Linked DNA regions of Zea mays: regions 1 and 2 are each linked to region 3. A link is a contact called in public Hi-C data. All regions are on one chromosome and are shown on one strand. The core of a region is the stretch at or near the end of the contact, and the rest is flanking DNA. Distances in the headings are between cores, read along the strand shown. Region 1 holds the start of LOC100383496. Region 2 holds the start of LOC103641148. Region 3 holds the start of LOC100280572 (flower-specific gamma-thionin).

What was found. Hi-C and Micro-C count contacts between places; a contact is called where the count stands out from the background.
Region 1: a contact with region 3 is called in a Hi-C map of ear, with 2.0 times the contacts expected there. The contact joins the promoter of LOC100383496 here to the promoter of LOC100280572 in region 3. A contact is called at or near these places in 3 of 25 Hi-C or Micro-C datasets (ear, leaf and tassel).
Region 2: a Hi-C map of leaf shows a contact between it and region 3, with 5 times the contacts expected there. The contact joins the promoter of LOC103641148 here to the promoter of LOC100280572 in region 3. A contact is called at or near these places in 16 of 25 Hi-C or Micro-C datasets (bundle sheath, ear, endosperm and 5 more) and 1 of 3 datasets of contacts at active chromatin or transcription factors (seedling).

What each region holds. Positions count from the first base shown.
Region 1 is chr10:64,948,916-64,951,615 of Zm-B73-REFERENCE-NAM-5.0, reverse strand. LOC100383496 reads right to left here and starts at 1,252. Exons shown (of 15, transcript NM_001176144.2): 1 at 874-1,252; 2 at 337-391; 3 at 99-250. The coding sequence starts at 1,047.
Region 2 is chr10:64,901,498-64,904,197 of Zm-B73-REFERENCE-NAM-5.0, reverse strand. It overlaps LOC103641148, which reads right to left and starts at 1,379. Exons shown (of 9, transcript XM_008664519.2): 1 at 1,088-1,379.
Region 3 is chr10:64,760,384-64,763,207 of Zm-B73-REFERENCE-NAM-5.0, reverse strand. LOC100280572 (flower-specific gamma-thionin) reads left to right here and starts at 1,431. Exons shown (of 2, transcript NM_001153491.2): 1 at 1,431-1,833; 2 at 1,937-2,308. The coding sequence starts at 1,770. The coding sequence ends at 2,121. It overlaps LOC103641146 (bifunctional purine biosynthesis protein PurH), which reads right to left. Exons shown (of 12, transcript NM_001353089.1): 12 at 2,458-2,824. The coding sequence ends at 2,784. LOC100280744 reads right to left here and starts at 1,304. Exons shown (of 2, transcript NM_001329491.1): 1 at 1,065-1,304; 2 at 520-973. The coding sequence starts at 1,286. The coding sequence ends at 800.

The sequences.
Region 1 (2,700 bases), core at 3-2,502, 190 kb before region 3:
AACAAATAGCAAAGTATATGAGCGTTTTCTATCATACCATAAAACATAATATGGACAACCACTGAACCACATAGCAATCTAAGTGAGTCCTAGAATACCTGGCCACCAGCCAATAAAACAACAGCCAACTTCCCCTCTGAAATGGCTCTCAAGCCCCTCCTCCACCACCTTTCTTTGTCCTCAGGAGTTCTGTCATCCACTGTCGAGACACTTGACTCAGGAACAGGCTCAAAGGTTGGTATAGGAGCACCTGTACTTGCATTAAAACGCCATCAAATATTTGAGCACTCACTGGAACTTATACTGCATATTGAAGCACGCTAAGAGAAAGCTCACCTTGTGATCTAAGCGAGCATCGGACAATCCGATCAATTCTAGGAAGATCTAGGCTCTGAAATTTGAATCATAAAGGAAGTCAGCCACAGTCAATCAGGGAAGTTCAGTGACATCAATGCATTCACTTCGCTTATGGAATGACAATTGAGATCAGTGCTCAAGGGCAACATCAACTCAATTACCAACATTAGGAGCCAAGGATCACACTCACACTACAACAAAACAGCTTGTCTTTTTTATTTATTTCATTCACCATATTTCATGTAACATAAGTTGCATCCTAAATCCTGTCACAACTGCAACGCCAAAATTAATTGTGTCCTCTGGATCAGATTTCAATAGAAAGAACAGATTTTTACGACGAGTCCTTATGTAAAAACCAAGTTTTTTGTGAAGAGTTTTTGTAACGTGTCCTTATTTCAACAGAAAGGACAGATTTTTACACCAAAATATCTGCACGTCTCTTAACAGTTACCACGCAAAAGAGAAACAGAAAGAAGAAACCTTTAGGCAGCCCAAATTTATGTGGCTGCTCACCTCAATGTCCCGGATGAGGCGGTCGCGCTCCTCGGGCGCGAGCTCGTCCCAGAAGGCGAAGGCACCCTCCTGGCCGTAGTCCTTGAGCCTCTCCAGCAGCTCCTGCGGCGGCGCCGCGCCCCACCTCCCCGCCGCGGGGGCCGGCGTCCGAGCCGCCACCACCATCTCCGTCATCTTTCAAGCCGCAGCAGCAACCCCACCGAGAAAAAAAAGATCACGGGATCTACGACTGGGCACTTGGACAGTGGTGATCTGCGGCGGGTACGATCCGATCACGGGGCCGCCGATTAATTAGGACGACTGATTAGCGTCGTGATTGGATCTTGTCAGCGTGAGATGAGGAGACAGGAGAGGTGCTCTGCAGTCTGCAGTGCAGTTCGGTGGTCGGCGCGGCCGGCCGTTCCAGAGAATATTTGAGCCAGGTGCTTCTGCTTAGGGGCAAAAAGGTCAAACCACCTTGTGAAGACCAAGATTTTATGGCAAAATATTTAGAGTCATCTCTACTACTATAATGCGCTAATATAATACGTCAGTAAAATATAATATAAAAAATCAATTGTCAGAATTTGAACCATGGTCTCAATCGCCTCTAATCAAGGTCATGTTGATTTGTGTGGTATAAAGAAAATATATATCATATATATAGAAACAGTAGTGATATACGATTAACTAACATGTTATACATGTATGTACGAGCTAAAAGTCCAGTCTATTTTTTAGTTCCTTTGTGCTTATACACAAGACAGAATAAAAACATGAAATGAAAAAGAATAAAAAAGAAAGAAAACACGTAACAAAAAAGAAATAAAAAAAAACTAAACAAGACAGAATGAGTTAGAGCAGTGTACACACGAGCATAAAAAATTGATCCAAAGATGATTTCAACCTATGGTGCAATCTAGGCACGAAATTAAGCTCACCTTTGAGCGTGCACGAGAGGTCCAAAAGCATTTCAATGTACGCGATATTGTGTGTGGATGCAGATGAGAGAATATAAGCAAAATAAATTATTTAAAAGATATAAAATATTCTGTATTTGCATGCTTTTTTAGCATATGGAACATGTGTTTTTAGTACAAATGAGAATATCTATTACAAAAGTTCACACAACTACAGTAGAAAAAACTTATTTATAAAAAAATAAAACAAGGCTACTAACATGTGTAGGTGTTTGCATGGTTTCAGAGCAAAATTCTGAAGAGGAGCTGACCAGAACCAACTAAACACTCTAGCTCTAGAGTTGTAAACTTTATAGAGTTTTGAAAGGTGCATTATAATTTTTGTAGAGTGGCTCCTTACTACTCCAGAATCCTAAAAAAACTCCAGACCTCCTTCATCCTAGATTTTTAGAGTAGAGCTGATCTAAGGTAGAGTGGAGCCATGCCAAACACCCCCGATAGGGAAACTAGAACACAAGTAAATTAAGAAAAAAGGACAAAACCCTAACTAAAATCAGTCGATCAAAAAAATCCTTATCGCCACAAGAAAAACTCGAACATCTTGAGAACAGTTGAAGACCAAGTACATACATTGTTCATGATAGTCTAACAAAGGGCTATAGGGCACTTGATGCTCAATTCAGTTTGGAACTTCCCAAATCCGCGGAGTTTCGTTTAGATTTTGGAATTGATCTTCTAGGTTAACCTTCCTAACTCCCTTCCTAACCCTTATGCGGAATTTTATCTCGATCCAAGTTCATTTAAGGTGTTTTCATTTTTAGAGAAAAAGTTTTGGTGATTAAACAGGCTGGACCTAGTTAGGTCGCCCTTCAATCCCGATCGGCCTAGGATTCCAACTGAGCTGACTCTACAGCTTGGCTAGGACAAC
Region 2 (2,700 bases), core at 130-2,629, 140 kb before region 3:
TGCCTATGCACCAAATTACGTCTATGTTCTCAGATCCTCAACAAGATAAAATTGGAGTAAGGGGGTGTTTGAATGAACTAGAGATAATAGTTCAGCTATTAGCTATTTTTAGTAAATTAGCTACTAGTTAGCTAGCTAATTCTACTCGTATATTTTTAGCTAACTAACTATTAGCTCTAGTGAATTCAAACACCCCCTAAAGCAGAGGACAGACAATTCATCAATTGTTATCGTAGGAGCGGTTGAGGCTGCTGTGTGCTTCCAATGTTTATGATAATAAACTTTGCTACAGCGCCAATTTTGTCACAAAAAGTCTACCTCACGCTAGTGTTTTTTTATAAGTGAAATTTGGTAGGATTTAGGAGTTTCATGAAACACAGCAAGTAATAAAAAGAAAGGACAAGTTAAATCTACGGACAGTCATATACCACCAGGGCAACAAATGTGCCAGCAGGCGGCAGAAGTGTTTGCAGAATGGCATTAGGCAAAAACAAAAGTAAAAAATTCACGCCAGATGGGTTAAAACCGGGCTGAAGGCATGGTTTCGTGGTAGGAACCGCATGGTGCTCACTAGTCACTTCATCTCCCTCCATCCATCCATCACTCCACCACCAGACCACTGGTTATATATACTTTTTTTTTGTCCTATGAACCCGAAAAACGGGACATCTCCAAACCCAAATTCCACCAGAAGAGCAAATCACATACTCCAAGTTCACTAGGCACTAGCCTAGTAAAAAACCCAAGGAAAAATGGAACTTGAATTCCTACTCGTCTCGACCTAAAGTTACGATCTTCCCCGTGCGCCACTGCTTACCGCACCGAACTTCTTCCCAGCCCACCCACCCAGAAGCGGAGCCCGCAATTTCCACACATACACACACACTGAACCCAGTAAAAAGAACAGCATAAATCCCACACCAGATTTCCCAACCGGACCAGACCAAACCTCCCGGAGGACACCGAATCCCACCGTGTACCGGCACGCCCTCTCCACCCGTCACCCGAGAGGCCCGTGGGAGAGGGAGGGAGCGAGGGATAGTGGGAAGGAGTAGTAGGGCGCGGGGGGGGAGCACGGATGACTCACCGTCCCATCGGTACGGCCCGGCGGATGGGGCTCCCGCTGCTAGGGTTAGGGTTCCGGCGGGGTTGTGGTGGCGAAGCGGTCGACGGGTCGAGACGTCGTGAGAGCGGAAGGCTCCTTTCTATTCTTTTCCCCGTGCAGAGAGGGAGGAGAAGGCCAGAAGCCCGCCAGGCAGGCACAGCACGCACGCACGCGTGGCGTCACTCGTCAGCTGGCTCTACTCGCCTTCCTCTCCACTTTACCAAAACAGCGCACGCAAGCACTCTCTTGATCGCTCTTGCACACTACCGGATTCGATGATTGGATTTGTTGTTGCTCTTTTCATCCGCCGTTTTTTTCTGCACGTTGACCTGTGACAGAAGGAAATGCGTCCATCTAAAAGATGGGCAGGCAGTACACGACACGTGCAATGAAAGGTCTTTTACGAGCTTGATATGCCAACGTCCGTGTGTTCTTTTACTACTTTGGGAGTAAAATGCTGAGGAATATAATGTTCCATACGACCATACCATATCTGTGTGCTTTTCAAAGATTCAATTGTTTAATCGGATGGAGTATATGTGAAAAAAAAAGTAGTTATGTTTAGGATTGTGATATTGTAAACTACTGAATCGACCTTAGACATCATCTAAAAGCAGAAGAGATGTGCCTCAATTCATAATTTTTTCATATTTCGGAGCTTAAACAAGATAAATATCATAAAGGAATGATGTAATTAACTTATGCGATGAATCTATGTGATGAATAGTGCTTTCCCGTATGTGGGGGAGTTTCCTCTCCCCTGGAGATGGCAACGGGCATATTTTACCCACGTGGAAAAACACTATAAGATACAGATTTAGGTATTAGTTTGTACCCGTGGGGTATGTGTTTCATTCTCAACCCGACGGGTTTTTCTCATGGGTATGAAAATATTATACCCGTGCCCGCAAACATACGAACCCACAATGATATATATATATATATATATATATATATATATATATATATATATATATATATATATATATATATATATATATATATATATATATATATATATAGGGTTGGGCTTCCATTACTGGAGAGAGCCCCGGCCAGGGTAGGTGTGCGGGCGCGGGACGACGTGGCAGGTGGTGGGAGTACCGCGCGCATGCACCGAGTCATGGTGGGGTCGTACGTGGGCAGTTACGCGTTTATGCATACGGAATTTGAATGAAACGAATGCGTAAATGGTAATAGTGGGGGTGCTCGGGTACGACGGGATCGTAGATGTCAAACGTGGGTCGCGCGTTTATGCTTGCGTATTTTGCCGATATTGGCTGCGTAAATTGGCATAGTTGTGTCTCGGGACGTGATCAGGAGGTGGTTCGGCTTTTATGCTTGTTTAAATTACCAATAACAAATGCATATCCATCTGACGCGACATGTGTGGTCAGATCGGGTAGTGGGGGTGTCGCGCGCGTCATCCGGGAACGTGGTGGGGTCGCACGTGGTGGTGAGCCATGTTTATGAAGCTGTAACACAATTGGCAGGTAATCGTAACATGTCGGTTCACGTAAATCTCGTGACATACAAATCACACAGGATATTTGGAACATGCCATGAATATGGGCCAGAACGGTTTAGGTGAGTAT
Region 3 (2,824 bases), core at 182-2,681:
AGCAGCACCAGTGTAATAACCCCCGATGAGCACGTACGTGACAAGAAAAATCGAGAGAACGCCGACACGAGAAAGCGAGAACATGCACCGTCCACACCAGTGTAACTCCCGATGAGCATGTATGTGACAAGAAAAATCGAGAGAACGCGACATGGCTCCCATCGATCGTAGCGGCCGGCGGGCCGTGTTGGCACGTTGCTGACTTACATTAGGATAAATTAGACATTAGGATTACATAGCACGTATCTTTATCGATCTCGAAACAATTTCACATATTTAACAGCCATGGAAAAAATATAAAAATTGTATTACACATTATTACGTACAGGCAAATACTTGGTGTGAGCTAGCACAAGCTGGGATAAACCAAGCAAAAGGTCGTTAATAGTGTAACTTGGATGCAAACTTGTCATAGTTATTGATATAAAATAAACTGTTGTCGCTCTTAAATTTTTCGATAAGAGTATACGAACATCAGGACATGTATATAATACTGCATGCACGTGTTTATTGTCAAGATGTCATGACCATCATCAAAGCGTGGCGGCCGGATGCATGGGTGGACGTCGACGACACAGCTCATGAGTACTCGAACGACAGACGACGACGTATAGGAACGATGGCCGTGCATGCTAGCTGCGGCGTCCACACAGCTCGGCGCGCGTACGCGTACATGTGGTGCATTATTGCATGTAGTGTAGACGTATAGTAGTACATATTTAGCGACCGGCCACGACGTCGATCCTTATTAATTTAATTAAAGGCCGATATAGCTAGCTTGCTAGATCCTAGAGCCTAGCTAGCTAGCACTCCCTGATGCACTTGCACTGGCGCATGATGCCGTCGCAGTTGCCGCCGCCGTAGCCCTCCTGCAAGCACACCTGCGCGCAGTTGTGGTCGGACATGCAGACCCCCTTGAAGCCCGCGCTCCGGCGCCGGCACACGCGCGCCTCCGCCAACGGCGCCGCCTCCTCTGCATGCATTGCAGGCACGCGTAGTACGCATGATGATGTGTGCGTGTGTATATATATGTTAGTGGTGTAGCTATAGTGATAGTGACGTACGCGCAACGACGATGAGGAGCAGCAGGAGGACGGCCACCTGCGGCGTCGCCACCTTCCTGATCGTCCACATATTCCGGCCGGCTCTGCTGCTTGTGCTTGGTCGACTACTGATGTGGGATGAGCGTCAGATCGTATGCTGGATGACCCTGCCTGCTTGTTGGCTCGCAGATATAGGCGCGGCCGGGCGCGCGGCCGGCGGTGGACCGTGGACGGCGCGCGCATGCAAGAGCGGCGACGCGTGGCGAGCTGCGGCGGCCGCGCATGCGCACGTGGCTGCCCGCACGGGCTGCATGCGCGCCAGGTCAGCTAGGGGCAGCACGCTGAGCCGAGTGCGTGCCGTACGTAGCGTCGCCAGCAGCTGATTCTAACTTTCTGTTCTAAACTTTCTAGGTGCATGGTACCGATCCACCCACCCACCCCTCCTCGCCTGTCTGCCACGCACGGGATCGGAGGAGGTTGTCCTTGACGTCGTCTCGAGTCGACGACGAGCTCGCAGCACCGGCCGCTAGCTGGCCTCACGCGGTGCGGTGGCAGCAGGTGGCAGGGAGCGAGCCGCCACGTGCCGCGCTGCCACGTGAGTATAAGTACCCTGCTCTGCTATATAGAGCTCGCAACTCGCTGGCCATAGATCCATTGATTGATCGGACGGACGCGCGTCTCCGGTCCCGTCCGTAATAACACTGATCCGATCCACGCCGGCCGGCGATGGAGCTCATCAAGTCCAGGGCGACCGTGTGCGCGCTCCTCCTGGCGCTGCTCCTGCTCTCACGTAATAAAAAAAGCATACTGATTTATTCGTTGATTTAATTCACGTATTATTCTTAATTTCTGCTGCCTCATGGACTCTTCCTCCTTCCGCTATCCACGCACAGACTACGACGGCGGGACGACGACGACGATGGTGGCGGAGGCCCGGGTGTGCATGGGCAAGAGCCAGCACCACTCGTTCCCCTGCATCTCCGACCGCCTCTGCAGCAACGAGTGCGTCAAGGAGGACGGCGGGTGGACCGCCGGCTACTGCCACCTCCGCTACTGCAGGTGCCAGAAGGCGTGCTAAGCAAAGCTCTTGAAACACCCTTGGCTTGCCAGAACTGAACTGTGGTAGTACTAAGTAACACCCTTGGCTAGCTGTGCACAACCTACGTACCGTGCATGCATGTAATGTGGTGTCATGTAACGTGACAGCAATAAATATTAATAACAATAATAACACGGCATGTAGCCTTTGCATGCTTCTAGCAGCAGACTGTGCGATCCCACCGGTCAGCGACCGTTTCCGATTTCCATCCACCGCAAGAGTTAGTATTAAGCTCAATCAACCTCTTGCCAGGCTGACGACGTCATATATACAAACCGGGACCCACCGACCCATCCTCTCGAGAGGCGACATTTGGTTGTATACCATGTTATCTCATGTGATCAACTACTAACAGTTATTTCCAACGGACACATTATTAAAAATCACTTATATTCTTGTATATAAACTATAGTTCCTGCAATACAGTGAACAGTTCTGCCATTTGTATCTTTCTCTACTCTTTGCCACTGAGTATCCAGCACCATCAGAGTCTCCCTAGTAGCCAAGAAACGCCAGCCGGCATCAGCGCTGGGATGAAACGCCAGATCCTTCCTTCCAGCCACCGGCCAGATCGACGCAGCTATATAGAGGTCCCTCCCATCGTCCGTCGTCACGGTCTCCGCTGCCACCGTCGCCGTCGATCAGTGCCTGAAGTGCCGGACGCCGGTGAAGACGAGGGCCA